Linked DNA regions of Sus scrofa: region 2 is linked to region 1. A link is a contact called in public HiChIP or PLAC-seq data. All regions are on one chromosome and are shown on one strand. Each heading gives the region's core, a stretch centred on a gene start, on an enhancer-like site or on the middle of the called end of the contact. The rest is flanking DNA. Distances are from core to core; before and after follow the strand shown.

Region 1 (6,303 bases), core at 750-3,249:
TGAAATGTTCCCAAAAGCTTTTTTTTTTTTTTTTTTTTTTTGCCTTTTCTAGGGCCGTTCCCATGGCATATGGAGATTCCCAGGCTAGGGGTCGAATCGGAGCTGTAGCCACCGGCCTACGCCAGAGCCACAGCAACGCGGGATCCGAGCCGCGTCTGCAACCTACACCACAGCTCACGGCAATGCCGGATCCTTAACCCACAGAGCAAGGCCAGGGATTGAACCCACAACCTCATGGTTCCTAGTCGGATTTGTTAACCACTGCGCCACAATGGGAACTCCCTGAAAGCTCTTAGAGCTGTGCCTGACATGAAGGATTCAGTAAAGTATTGCCTCCTATTAGCTTAGTTTTTTATTTCTCCTGTTAATAAGGGAGGATAAATCAGTAGCTCACTCTGACAGGTGTGTTTCTGCTCCCATCAGAGCCCCTTTGCTATTTCCACTGCTTGCAGCACTTCTTCATATAGACTCAGACTTCCTTTTTCTTCTAGATAATTCCTACTCATCTTATGGGTGTGACCTAAAACATCACTTCCTCAAAAAAAGCCTTCTGTGGTAAACAAGACTGGGCTGTACTCTCAGGTACAGACTCTCTCACCCTGGGTTGAATAGCATCCCCCCTGCCCCCAAAACTCATGTCCACTGGAACCTGTGAATGTGACATTGTTTGGAACTACCATCTTTGTAAAGGTAATCATGTTAAGAAAAATCCTACTGGTTTGGTGGGGGAGGGGTGGCACTAAATCCAATACGCCTGCTGTCTTTTTAAGAAGAGGGGCATTTGGACACAGACATACAGGAGAGCATTTTGTAACAACAGCGCCAGAGACTAGGGTAATGCATCTACAAACCAAGAAATGTTGAAGATTGCCCACAATGACCGGAAGCTGAGATGAAGCAAGGAAGCATCCTCCCCTAGACAATTGAGAGAGAACACAGCCCCACCAACACCTTGATTTCAGACTTCTGGCCTCCAGAACTGTGAAAAAATAATTTTCTGTCATTTTAAGCTACCCAATTTAGGGTCATTTGTTATAGCTGTTCTAGGAAACGTACACCATGCTACATGTTGTCATATTTTCTCTACACTTCTTTTCTTAGCTCTGATCAGATATTCATTACTTACGAATTATAAGGAAATATTGATGGTGTGATAATACTAGTCTGGCATTTTAGGGGAGCTCTCCTTCAGAGAGAGACTATCATAGTACAAAGCAGTATCTCTAATGGTAAGGACTTTGAAAGGCATACAATTATGAAGGGGCCTGGTCCTAAAATCACAGCATGAAGGTGCCCATGTATCTCTGGGCAGCAGTGTACTCGTTAAAAAGAGAGAGGGGAGAAGAAAAGGATAAAAAGCCATGGTTCTCGAAGTCTCTTCCAGCTCAGTGATTACAGGGCATTTTATTGTTGTGGTTGTTAAGCCAGAGAGTGAGGTTGTGAGCTAAGTACCAGGTCGTGGGGTCAATCTCAGGAACTGGTGCTGTCCATTTTACTATCTCTTCTCATAACTTTTCGTGTGTTGGGGGTGCTCTGTCTAACTCAGAATAGGCTCTGATATATGCAACTTTTGGCAAGGACGAAATCTTGATTCTTACTAATTATGGTGGACTTTGAGAATGTCAGTGAATGAGTGTGAGATTTCGTTTCCCACTTGTAAATTAGGGATAGCTACTGGCAACGCTGTAAAAAAAAAAACAAGAGTTGAGCAAAAATGCCGTTTCCTAGGTTTTCAAGTGCTGTTTTCCATAATCCTAAGAAGCACAAAGGAAAGATGAACTGCGATGTTATAGCACTTTGCGGCTCGCTAACAACCACACAGGCCAGGACGCGTGGTAACCCAGCCACAGCATTCGCTACTTCTGTGATGCAACTTTCACTTTTGGCACTCTCGGAGCCCAGCTGCGCGCTCTGGGTTCTGCCAACAGCCAGGCTCTCGGCTGCCAGTCACCGCGGCGGCAGGCCCCGCCCACGGCGCAGGCCCCGCCCCTAGACGTGCGCGCTCCCGGCGCGAGCGGTGACGCGACGCGAGTGGGGGCCGAGCGGCGGTGGGGCTCTCGGAAAGGAGCCGAGCTTCTGGGAAGCCGCCCCCGGGAAGCCGCGTCCGCGTTGCCGGCGCTGCCTCGCTGCGGTGGCGGTGATGCGCTCCGCCGGTGGATACCCGCTGCCGGGAGCCGAGACCGACAAGTCGGACGCTGCCAAGCAGGTGAGGCTGCCTTTCCGGCGCACGCGGACGGGGAGGGTGGGCTGCTGAAGCGTCCGGCCGGCGCGGGGACTGTTGGAGCGGGGCCCGGCCGGGCGGCGAGGCCGCGGACTAGCAGCTCTGCCCCGGGGGTCCTCCCCACCGCCCCTGCTGCGCGGCGGCCGTCAGCGCCCGTGACCTGGGGCGGCAGGTGCTGTCCCCCGGCCTCTGGCGGGAGATACCTGGCAGTCGTGCTGTCGCACCCTCTCCGGTGACCGAGCTGGATTTTCCCTCTCTGACACGTAGTGAGCGCGGATCTGGCCCGCACTGGGGAGGGACCTGGCTGGGGAGAGGATGCTGCCCCGAGGACCTCGCGGTTTCTGCCTGCCACCTTGTCGTGACATTTACAAATCAGCATCATTTTTCGCTTTGCTCTGCTTTTACTGCGTTTCATGGTTTAGATTTCTCTAAAATCTCAATCTAATTAGCTCCATTGAAACAATAGAGCTAATTGAGCGATAAAGTGATGGTAAGAGCAGTGTTTCTCAAACTTGAGTAATACGTGGACACCTCTTAAAGGGACAGTTCGCTTTTTCTCTGGAATTTGTCTCAGAACCCACAGGGGTTCTCAGATCCTAGTTAGATGAACACAGGTTTAGAGCATTTTGGAGAACATTTATCACTATTAGGAAAGAAAAGGAATGCTTTACAATTCAGAAACTTCCATGCTAGAGAATAAACTAGGTTGTTAATTCTAATTTAGAGATTCTGCTTTGTGTAATGAAAATAACTAATTTTCCAGCCTTGGAGAGGCCTAAAAGAATTAAATTCTTTGTATTATCTTCCATTTGATGTTATTATGTCTTTGTATCAGGTCTCTTCGTGCTGTTTGACACATCAGCAGAATTATAAAATGGAATATTAATTTGTTTAAGTAGTTTAATTGTTTATTTCTGTATTTACCTGCCCATTGATTTATCACTTGTATTCGTCGCATATTGAACCTATGGCTAACGTTCTTCCAGGCCTAAAAGGAATGCATGCTCTCAACCCTTGTGTATACATGTAGTCTGGAAAGAAAAAACAAAAGGAAAGTTGATCTACGTATTTATATTCTGCACATACTTATTCAGAATATTTATTTAAAATAGACTACACATGAGTAAAGGGCAGATTAAGAGTGTGGGAAAACATCAGGAAGTATAACAAGCTAAATCTTGGCAAAGAAAAATATTGACCTGGGCTTTGAAAGAAGTATAATATTGTGAGCAGAACATGGGACTGAGTGGCAAGAGACTTAAGTAAAGGCCCAGGGCAAGAATGAGAATAGCTTGATTGCAGGCGGAGGAGAGACCTGCCTAACTACAGCAGAGAGATGCTATCTGGGGCTGAGGGGAGAACAGGTTAGTGAGATAAGATGGAACCATTTGATGGATGGAAGCTCTCAGATGCCACACAGGGAAGTTAATGTTGATCTGTAGGCTCTAGATGGTTCTTGAGGTGGTCATATTTTGAAGTACTTCAGGGCATTTTGTTGTGGTGGTCGTTAAGCTAGAGTGGGGCTGTGAGTAGGTAATGTTTTACAAAGAGATGTTTCCAAAGAATGGTGTGCACGGTAGAAGGCAGAGGGGAGTGACCAACCTAGAAAACCTGTCTTGAGGTAATGGTACCTGCTCTGGTCATTTTAGATGTGTAGAATAATTAAGGAAGAATTGACAGGACCTGATGAATGACATGAAGTATCAACACACAGATAATTGGGACTCAAAGATAATGAGGACATTAAGATAATTAAGAACCAGGTGACCCCAGGAGTTCCTGTTATGGCGCTGCAGAAATGAATCCAACTAGGATCCATGAGGATTCGGGTTCCATCCCTGGCTTTGCTCAGTAAGTAGGTCGGGGATCCTGCATTGCCGTGAACTGTGGTGTAGGTCAAAGACATGGCTCAGATCCCTTGTAGCTATGGCTGTGGTATAGGCCGGCAGCTACAGCTCCAATTCTACCCCTAGCCTGGGAACCTCCGTGTGCTGTGGGTGCGGCCCTAAAAAGAAAAAAAAAGAAGAACCAGGTGACCCCATTCCGTGGTGGTTCCCCTCTTAGTCCTGGGGAATTTAGGAAGTGGTATTAGTTTGTGTTAAATGTTTGTGAGCCTAAACGGAGACTAATTGAGTTTTTGGTAATAGGGTAAGCTCAGGATGTGGAACTGAAACTTGAGGAAAGTCAGAGTTGCAGGTCTGGAAAACTACAGAGGTAATGCAGGAAAAGTGTGACCAGAAAGGGATCAAAATGGGGACTCAAAGTTTGCAAATGAACAGTGAGAGGTAGGGAAAAGGTTTAATTAGAACTTGCTATTGAAAAATGAAAGTAAATTTTTAAAAATAAGTAGTAAAGGAGTTCCCACTGTGGCTTAGCGGGTTAAGGATCCATCATGGTCTCTGAGGATGCAGGTTCTATCCCTGGCTCAGTGAGTTAAGGATCTGCTGTTGTCCCTGTCACAAGCTGTGGCATAGGTCCCAGATGTGGCCCAGAGCCAGTGTTGCTGTGACTGTGGCATAGGCCTGCAGCTTTAGCTCTGATTCCACCCTTGCCTAGCCCAGGAGCTTCCATATGCTGCAGGTGCGCCCATTAAAAAAAAAAAATAGTGAAGAAATTGTAGCTCATAAATGCAACTACATGCATTCTTTTTTTTTTTTTCTCTATTTTTTTTCAAATTGAAGTATAATTGACCTACAACACTGTGTTAGTTCCAGGTGCAAAACATAGTGATTTGATAATCCTGTACATTTCGAAAAGATCACCACCGTAAGTGTAGTCAGCATACAAACTTATTAAAACATTACTGACTATATTTTCCAGCATATATTTCATCCCTGTAACTCATTTATTTTGAAACTGGAATTTTGTACCTTTTCATCTTCCCCACCTATTATTTCATTCATCCTCCTTATCCCTCTGTCAGCCACCAGCTTATTGATGAGTCTCTTTCTGTCTTATTATGTTTGTTTGTTAGATTCTACATATTAGTGAAATCATACAGTACTTGTCAGACTTATTCCACTTAGTGTAATGCCCTCCAGGTCCACCCATGTTGTCACAAATGGCAAGATTCCATTCTTTTTGTGGCTGAGTAATATTCCATTGTATACGTATAATCAGAATTCTTTGATCCATCTGTTGATGGGCACTTAGGTTGCTTCCATGTCTTAGCTGTTGCAAATCCTGCTATGAACATAGGGATGCACGGATCTCTTCAAATTAGTGTTTTTGTTTCCTTCGGAAAAATATCCAGAAATGGAATTGCTAAATCACATGGTAGTTCCTTTTGTAATTTTTTGAGGAACCTCCATCCTTTTTTCCTCAGTGGCTGCACCACTTTACATTCCCACCAGCAAAGCTCGAGGCTCCTCCTGCTCCACATCCTCACCAACACTTGTTACCAAGCCTTCTTCTTAACAAACAAATCAAGCCATTTCGATGTACTTTTCCCACCTCTAAGTGTCACGGAGCATCATTCTTCGTTGAAGCACCCTTCGTGCCATCTTACCTGTTCCTCTCAGAGGTCTAGCTCTTCACAGTCTCATTTGTCTGTGATTTTGTTTGGCTGGGATTTCAGAATTTTCTAATGTCCACATCCTTGCATCCTGAATTTGTCACCATAGGAGCCATTTCACTTTGCACTTGACTTGCACTGTTTTCATGTTTTCCTAGGGACTGTCAGTGAGAGTGTGACTGACAAAGACCTTGATTCAGGACCCAGTGGACCTAAAGAATGTTCAGCTAAGGGAGCCCACCAGATGAAGTTGTGAGAGTTAATGCATCTCTCTGGTGATAGGTCAATTTAGGCCTTTTAAAAACAGGCAATTTTAGGGAGTTCCCGTTGTGGTTCAGTGCTCAACAAGCCCAGCTAGTATCCATGAGGACTCGGGTTCGATCCCTAGCCTTGCTTAGTGAGTTAAGGATCCAGCATTGCCATGAGCTGGGGTGTAGGTCACAGATACGGCTCAGATCTGGTGTTGCTGAGGTTCTTGGCACAGGCTGGCAGCTACAGCTCTAATTCGACCCCTAGCCTAGGAACCTCCATGCCGTGGGTGTGGCCCTAAAAAAAACCAGGCAATTTT
Region 2 (6,676 bases), core at 906-3,405, 71 kb before region 1:
TCGGCCAATAAAGAGACAGGCTGCAGGAGGATGAACCACCTTCCCTAGTCCCCAGCCCCAACTGCCTGCCACTCAAAGAGGCAGACTCACCTGGAAAGTCCAAGTGATACTGTGAAACCTATAAAGTGATAACCTTGCGGAGATGAATGGGGCCCTCACGCCCTGAAGGTGGCCTTAATCACTGGCCTTAATCACAGAGGCCATACGCAGCCCCTCTCACGGCTGGTCCTGCATCATCAATTTTAAATGCATTTCTGAGCATGCCGGGAGTGTAATTGGCTCTTCCTCATTAGCCAGCTCAAGAGATGGCAGCAGACGGCCACCTTGGTCTTTATCCAACAGATGGGAGACTCTGTGTAAGGAGAGAGGTTAAGTCCCCAAGGCCACGCAGCTGCGGCAAATCCTGCAGTGGCTGGAACCAGAGCCTGTATTTTCCATTCCAGTGAGCTAACCTTACCCCTTTAACAGGATCCCAGCTTGATAATAAATACCACAACCTAGCACCTGCGTAGAGCTTTATACTTTTTAAATGGTATAAAGGTTTGTTCACTGCAAACCTGGCTGTATTTTCTTACCAGACGTATTAAGTAGACTTGAAAGGGAGGCCAAGACAGGCATTGTTGTTCTCCCTTATTTAAGAAAAGAAAACTGCAGCCCTGGAAGACCAAGGAACTATGACGTAGTGCTCTTCCCAAGAGGCCATTTCTAGGCTGTGTTCTGGAAAGGACTCCTCAGGCCAATCCAAATTCAGATTAGCATTGTGAGTCCAACTTTGACTCACGGCTGAAATGAGAATGTGCCATAGCAGCTGCAGTTTGCTCCAGAGAGAGAAGCCAGACAGTACCAAAAATATCCTCTGGCAACAACCATTTGTCATCATCTCCTTACCCTACCTACTGGAGTAGTTGGCCAAGGAACTCCTACCTATACGTTAGAGCCCCGAGTCCCATGCCACATCTTGATTTCCTGCTGGCGCTCCCTTCTCTCCAGTTTCTCCCTCCCAAGAATGCAGCTAGGGCCCCATCATGTCCTCTCAGAACACTCAAGGGCTCTACTGTCACTAACATCTGAGTCTGCACCCAGCACCTCACTCACCTCCTCCCACCTGATTCCTTTCCTCGACTCTCCCCCTTCAGCTCTGATACAGCAGAAAGAGGCCGGAGTCCCAGGGCAGATTACTGTTCTGAAGTTCAACTTTCTCAGCTATGAAATGAGAAATTGCACATGCCTTTTCCCATCTTTAAAGGAGAGTTAATAGGACCGAATGACAGAAGAATATAGGTTGAAACAAAACAAAAATATCATCATATACAATTACAACAGCAACATACAAGCATAACCAGGTATTCAAGTAATAACACTTTCAGAAATAATAATAGGAGCTAATTTTATGTGAGTGCTTACCAGGTGCCTGATACAATTCTTAACACTCTAGGTGTAGGTATATCATAAGTAATTCTCACAGCAACATGGTGTGGTGCATACTCTTTTATCCCCATTTCACAGATGAGAAGACTAAGGCACAGAGAGGTTTCAGGAACTTGTCCAGGTGCCAGCCCAGGCAGTCTAACCCCAGAGCCTGTGCTGTTAACCTGAACGGCTCTACTTAATCATTGAGCATATTGCTTCTGATATGATCTGTCATTAGCTGGGCATGTCAAGGTTTACAAAAGCCGCCCACAAACGTGATCCCTCCCACTTGAGCTTCTCAACAGTCCAGTCAAGTAGGAAGCCAATGATGTCAGTCTTGGCAACTAGTAATAATAGTCTATTAGACAAGGAGACACCAACCCAGAGAAATAACTGACCCAAGGTTTCAAAACGGGTTAACGGCAGGACTGGGACTTAAATTTGTGAGGCCTGCACCCTTTCTAGGGCATCAACACCAACAGAAGCCTGGTGCGTGCACACACACACACACACACACACACACACACACACACCCCCTCCCTAGCCCCTGTCATGGCAGCCTCTACCTTTACGGCAGTGCCAGAGAACAAAGGCTGTCGTTACAATGAGAGATCCATCAGGGGCTTTTGCCACCAGACCTCAGGGTCTTTCCGAGTCTCTCGCAGGAGGTGCGGGATGCATCTGGAGGCTGGTGACCCCAGAGGACACCCTCTGAGTGACACAAAGCTGCAGTCCCCCATCCTGACCCACAGTGGCCAGACGTTTCCTAAACCTGTTATGCAACTCTTGCTTCAACCAAGCTTCTGCTGGGATTTCACTCTATTTCAACATGTTTTGTTTTCTCTTTGGAGAGAAAAGCACAAATGTGAAACCCTAACACCTCTTGGTGACCAGACAACGGTCCTTCCCGGCGGTCTGGGATTACCGGTAGGTGGGGGAGAGGTTCTCAAAGACACCTTCTGTGAGCCAATTTCAGCTTCCAGAATGACTAACAAGCACAGGGGTGAGGAATAGGAAGGGGTGGGGGGAGCAGGGGCAGAGCAACTGAGGGCCACTGTCTTCAGCCTGGGAAGGAGCCAATTCAAGAGTACCCGGCAAAGATGCCCTGGGAACACGCCCCAGCCCTTCAACATGGCAGCCTGCGCCCTCCAGAGGCCACACACCCCATTCAAAAGTAAACAAGAAGCAGAGCCATTCTTCTCTTCAAAGGGAGCAGGTCCTGTCACCTAAGTTCAGGGTCTAATTATAGGGAGCAGGCTCTGGGAAGAGGGGCCAGGATTATTTTGGTTGCCTGGTCTAGGGAGGGCGCTCAGTAAGTGCGGAATGAATGAAGTGGGTGGCCAGATGAATTAATAGCCGCAGCGGGATGGAGCTGGGGCTTGTGGGTCCTACCACCCAAAGAAGGGACAAACGAAAGGGCTGAGAAAGTCTGTCTGTAGCCAGGACATGTGAGGGATTCCAAACAATGTTAAACAAAACAAAATAAAAACCAGCACTTGTTTAACAGCAGGTTTTAAAGCAGCCCCCCCCACCACCACCACACACACACATCACTTTGAAACAACTTCATTCATTCAACCAAGAGTCATAAAAAACCTTTACATGTCTCTGGTGGGTAAGTCAGAGGGGAAGAGGGTCTGGGTGCCTGCAGCCCGCTGCTCGAGGTCCAGGTTTTATTCTGAAGACAACAGGGACAAGCGAGGGGAGGGCCAGGCAGGGAGACGCCACCAGATGTGAACTGAGATCATGGGCTGCCCCTCAGCCCCCTCCAACCTCTCACAGGCTCTGCTTCACCGTGGAGAACAGGCTGCATTTTCCATTCCAATCAGCTAACCTTTTACCCTTTAACACGATCCCAGTTTGATAATAAATATCACAACCTGGCACCTAAAGAGAGCTTTATGCAGTTTAAGTGTTCACTACAAACCTGGCTACATTTTCTTCTAAGATGCAATATTTCGCTCTGAAAGGTAGGCAGAGTGAGTACTGTTACTGTTCCCTATTAAAGGAAAAAAAAACTGCTGGAGGGCTGAGGTGGGAGTGAGCAGGACCAGCTAGGAAGGATTTGCGGGAATTCATTCAACAAATACATCTACTGTGTGCTGGGTACGGTTTCTGGCAATGGGAACACACCAGAGAACAAAAAAGAAAAAAACTCTTGCCCACTGGGAGCTGACATTCAAATGAGGGGAAACAGACCATGAACAATGTAAATTTTATATTTACACACACACACACCCCGGGTTGGCCAAAAAAGAAAAAAAAATATTTTTTATCTTATATATACTATATATTATATATTATTTTATATATTATATATTATTTTATGTAATATGTATAATAATATATATTACACACACCACACACACACACACACACTTTTTTTCTTTTTGGGCCAACCTGGGGCATATGGAGTTCCCAGGTCAGGGGATCAGATCTGAACTGCAGCTGTGACCTACACCACAGCTGCAGTAATGCCAGATCCTTTAACTCACTGTGCTGGGCTGGGGATTGAACCTGCGTCCTGGCACTGCAGAGACACCACCTACCCCACTGTGCCACAGCGGGAACTCCAATGCAAATAATATTACAAATATGAAAATACAAAATGATATAAACAATAGCATAAGCTAATGGTATTATGTGTTATAAAGTAACACACGCTGTAGAGAAAAAGCAGGGCCAGGCAACCAGAAAGTGTGGGAGGAGGAGGGGAAGGAAGGGTTTAGTCAATTGTGACTAAGTATCAGGGAGGCCAGCCACTGAGGCAGCAGCTAAGTCCCTTGAACCAAGGCAGCGCAGTGGAAGGGAAAAGAAAACATATTCAAGAGGTATCACAGATGCAGAAATGAACAGGTCATGGAAGCATATGGGGGGGCGGGTAAGGCAGGAGCAATTTCTTGAGGGAGGCAGCCAAGCCCAAAGGGCAGGCCAGGAGGTGAGGAGGGCAGGACGTGAGTAGACATGTCTTCAAGGCAGCCAGCTCCCCAGCTCCCAGGGAGACTAGACTGGAGACACAGATGCGCAACCTGCAAGTTCTCAGGACCCAGGCAGAAATGGAGATGTGTCCCCGAGGGAGGAAAAGAGGGTGGAGGCAGAATTCTGAGGAAGATCAGGAGGTCACCCGTCCTCAGAGAGGCCAGGAAACCCATGGCTGAATGTATGAGCCAGGAGATCACTAGCAGCCTCGTGGGGTTTCAGTGGGGTGGGGGCACAAAAGCCAGAGGCCTGTGGTGGGACAAGGGGAGCAGGTAGAGAAAGACCAACCATCGCTTCCTAACATCTGTTAAGGAAGAAAAAACTCTCGGGGCATGTGGGGTCAAGGTGAGCAGCCTGGGGTTTGTTTGTTATTTAAGATGGGACAAGTGTGGACACATAAATGCTTTTAAGAAGGAACCAATGGCGGGGAAGAGGCTAAAGATACTAGAACTGGGTTACTCATGAGACAGATGACCAAAATAACTAGCACCATGACCTTTATGGAGAACACAGGTTTCAGAGTCTGCAGCAAGAGCTTTACATACGCCACGTCACTTCATTTCTTCAGCAACCCAATAAGGTGGGTCTTGGGATTATCATCCCCACTCTGTAGACAAGGAAACCAAGCTTAGAGAAGTCAGGTAAGGCAGGCCAGGTGTAGAGCCAGGATTCAAACCCTGGGTGGTGCCTACACATCACCCCTCCCTGCTCTGCTGACTCCCCCTAGAGGAAGGAAGGACCCTCTTACCTTATGGTAGGAGGGTGGGCAAGGGGCGGAAGGCTAGTTGGAAGGACAGTCACAGGAGGATATTTTGGGGGGGGGGGCTGGTTCCTCTATGAACAGGGAGCAAGATGTTCCACTGAGGCTGAAAAAAGTGGAGGAGTGGGGGGGAGCCTGAGGAGCAAGATAGTCTGAGCAGCTGTTGAAGAGGATGGAAGCAGAGCGACCAGAGGCCAGGGAAGGACAGGCTGGGGCCCCAGAGGCCTGGCACACAGGGTACCGGTGGAGGCAACATGAGGGCCTCTCCTGAAGGGCTCCGCTATCCAGCGGGCCACTGGGTTGTTGGGGATCAGGTGTGGGCGGCCCATGTTCGAGGAACCAAAGGCAGGAAACATCGGGCGGGCCTTGGAGTGGTTGCACTGATGGGCGGGCTGTGGGGTCCAGGCTAGATGAGGAAGCCAGGGATGGGCTGAGAGGAGAGAGCGAAGAGGCCCACAGTCTAGCACACTGTGACCGTGAGAAAGCTGTGGCCAGGCTGTGAGATGTCTGCTTTCAGGGGCAAAAACATTTTGGGTTAGAACGAGGCCCTGAGGAGGTAAAGGCCAAAAGGGGGAAAGAATGGAGGGATCTTGGTGTTGGTGGGCAGTGACCAAGTGGGGACGTTCTCAGGATGACGCTGGGATTCGTGGTGGAGGAGCCGTCTGTGAGCCAGACACCAAAGTCCAGAGAAGGAGGGAAAGTGCCTGGATCACGGTGACAATGACAGCGATGGTGCACAGGCACGTTCACACCTAGAGGACACTCACAGCCGGCTCTGGTAAGGGCGATGAGCTCTTAACCCTCAGCCATCTTTTCCCTTTTTGACAGATGGGGAAACTGGGCAGAGGCGAAGAACCTCGCCCCAGGTCACACCCCAGCTGGAAGCAGGACCCAGTCCACGAAGCCGGCTCAAGGGACCCTGCCTCCATCCATCCCGCCATCCGGGTGGGGTCTGGGGTGAGTGAGGACAGAGAGAGAAGTGGGACAGACGCTGGGGAAAGTGGATGGTCAGAGCCTCGAAGGCGGAGGAGAGGTGGATAAGAGGGTGGGCGAGTAACAGCGAAAGGACAGAGGCTCCAAGGTGCCTGGATGGAGCCAATGGGAACCACTGAGAGGCCTCAGGGATGTGGGGACCTCAAGAGAAGAGCTAGATTTCTATCTGCACAGGGAGGCTCAAGGAAAGGGGCCTGTTACAAGGAACTTCCACAGGCTATGAGGAAAAAAGAAGGAAAAATTGGGGAGTTCCCGTCGTGGCGCAGTGGTTAGCGAATCCGACTGGGAACCATGAGGTTGTGGGTTCGATCCCTGCCCTTGCTCAGTGGGTTAACGATCCGGCGTTGCCGTGAGCTGTGGTGTAGGTTGCAGACGCGGCTCGGATCCCGCGTTGCTGTGGCTCTGGCATAGGCCGGTGGCTACGGCTCCGATTCGACCCCTAGCCTGGGAACCTCTATGTGCCACAGGAGCGGCCCAAGAAATAGCAAAAAAAAAAAAAAAAAAAAAAAAAGGACAAAAAATATATAAATAAAT

What was found. HiChIP or PLAC-seq counts read pairs in DNA pulled down with a chosen protein or histone mark.
Region 2: an H3K27ac HiChIP or PLAC-seq map of alveolar macrophages shows a contact between it and region 1. The contact joins the enhancer-like site here to the promoter of ENTPD4 in region 1. A contact is called at or near these places in 1 of 5 promoter capture datasets (liver), 6 of 47 Hi-C or Micro-C datasets (blood, embryonic fibroblasts, heart right ventricle and 3 more) and 2 of 2 datasets of contacts at active chromatin or transcription factors (alveolar macrophages and skeletal muscle).

What each region holds. Positions count from the first base shown.
Region 1 is chr14:7,600,160-7,606,462 of Sscrofa11.1, reverse strand. ENTPD4 (ectonucleoside triphosphate diphosphohydrolase 4) reads left to right here and starts at 1,999. Exons shown (of 15, transcript XM_021072268.1): 1 at 1,999-2,206.
Region 2 is chr14:7,670,875-7,677,550 of Sscrofa11.1, reverse strand. The region is part of intron 1 of SLC25A37 (mitoferrin-1); the gene reads right to left. Among named protein-coding and RNA genes, the nearest start is that of SLC25A37, 9.2 kb to the right of the region's middle. Within about 2 kb of position 2,155, at least 8 of the 83 cell types and tissues checked have an H3K27ac peak or open chromatin away from gene starts, as enhancers often do. A contact at or near this core is called in alveolar macrophages, liver and retroperitoneal adipose tissue, where this site is marked.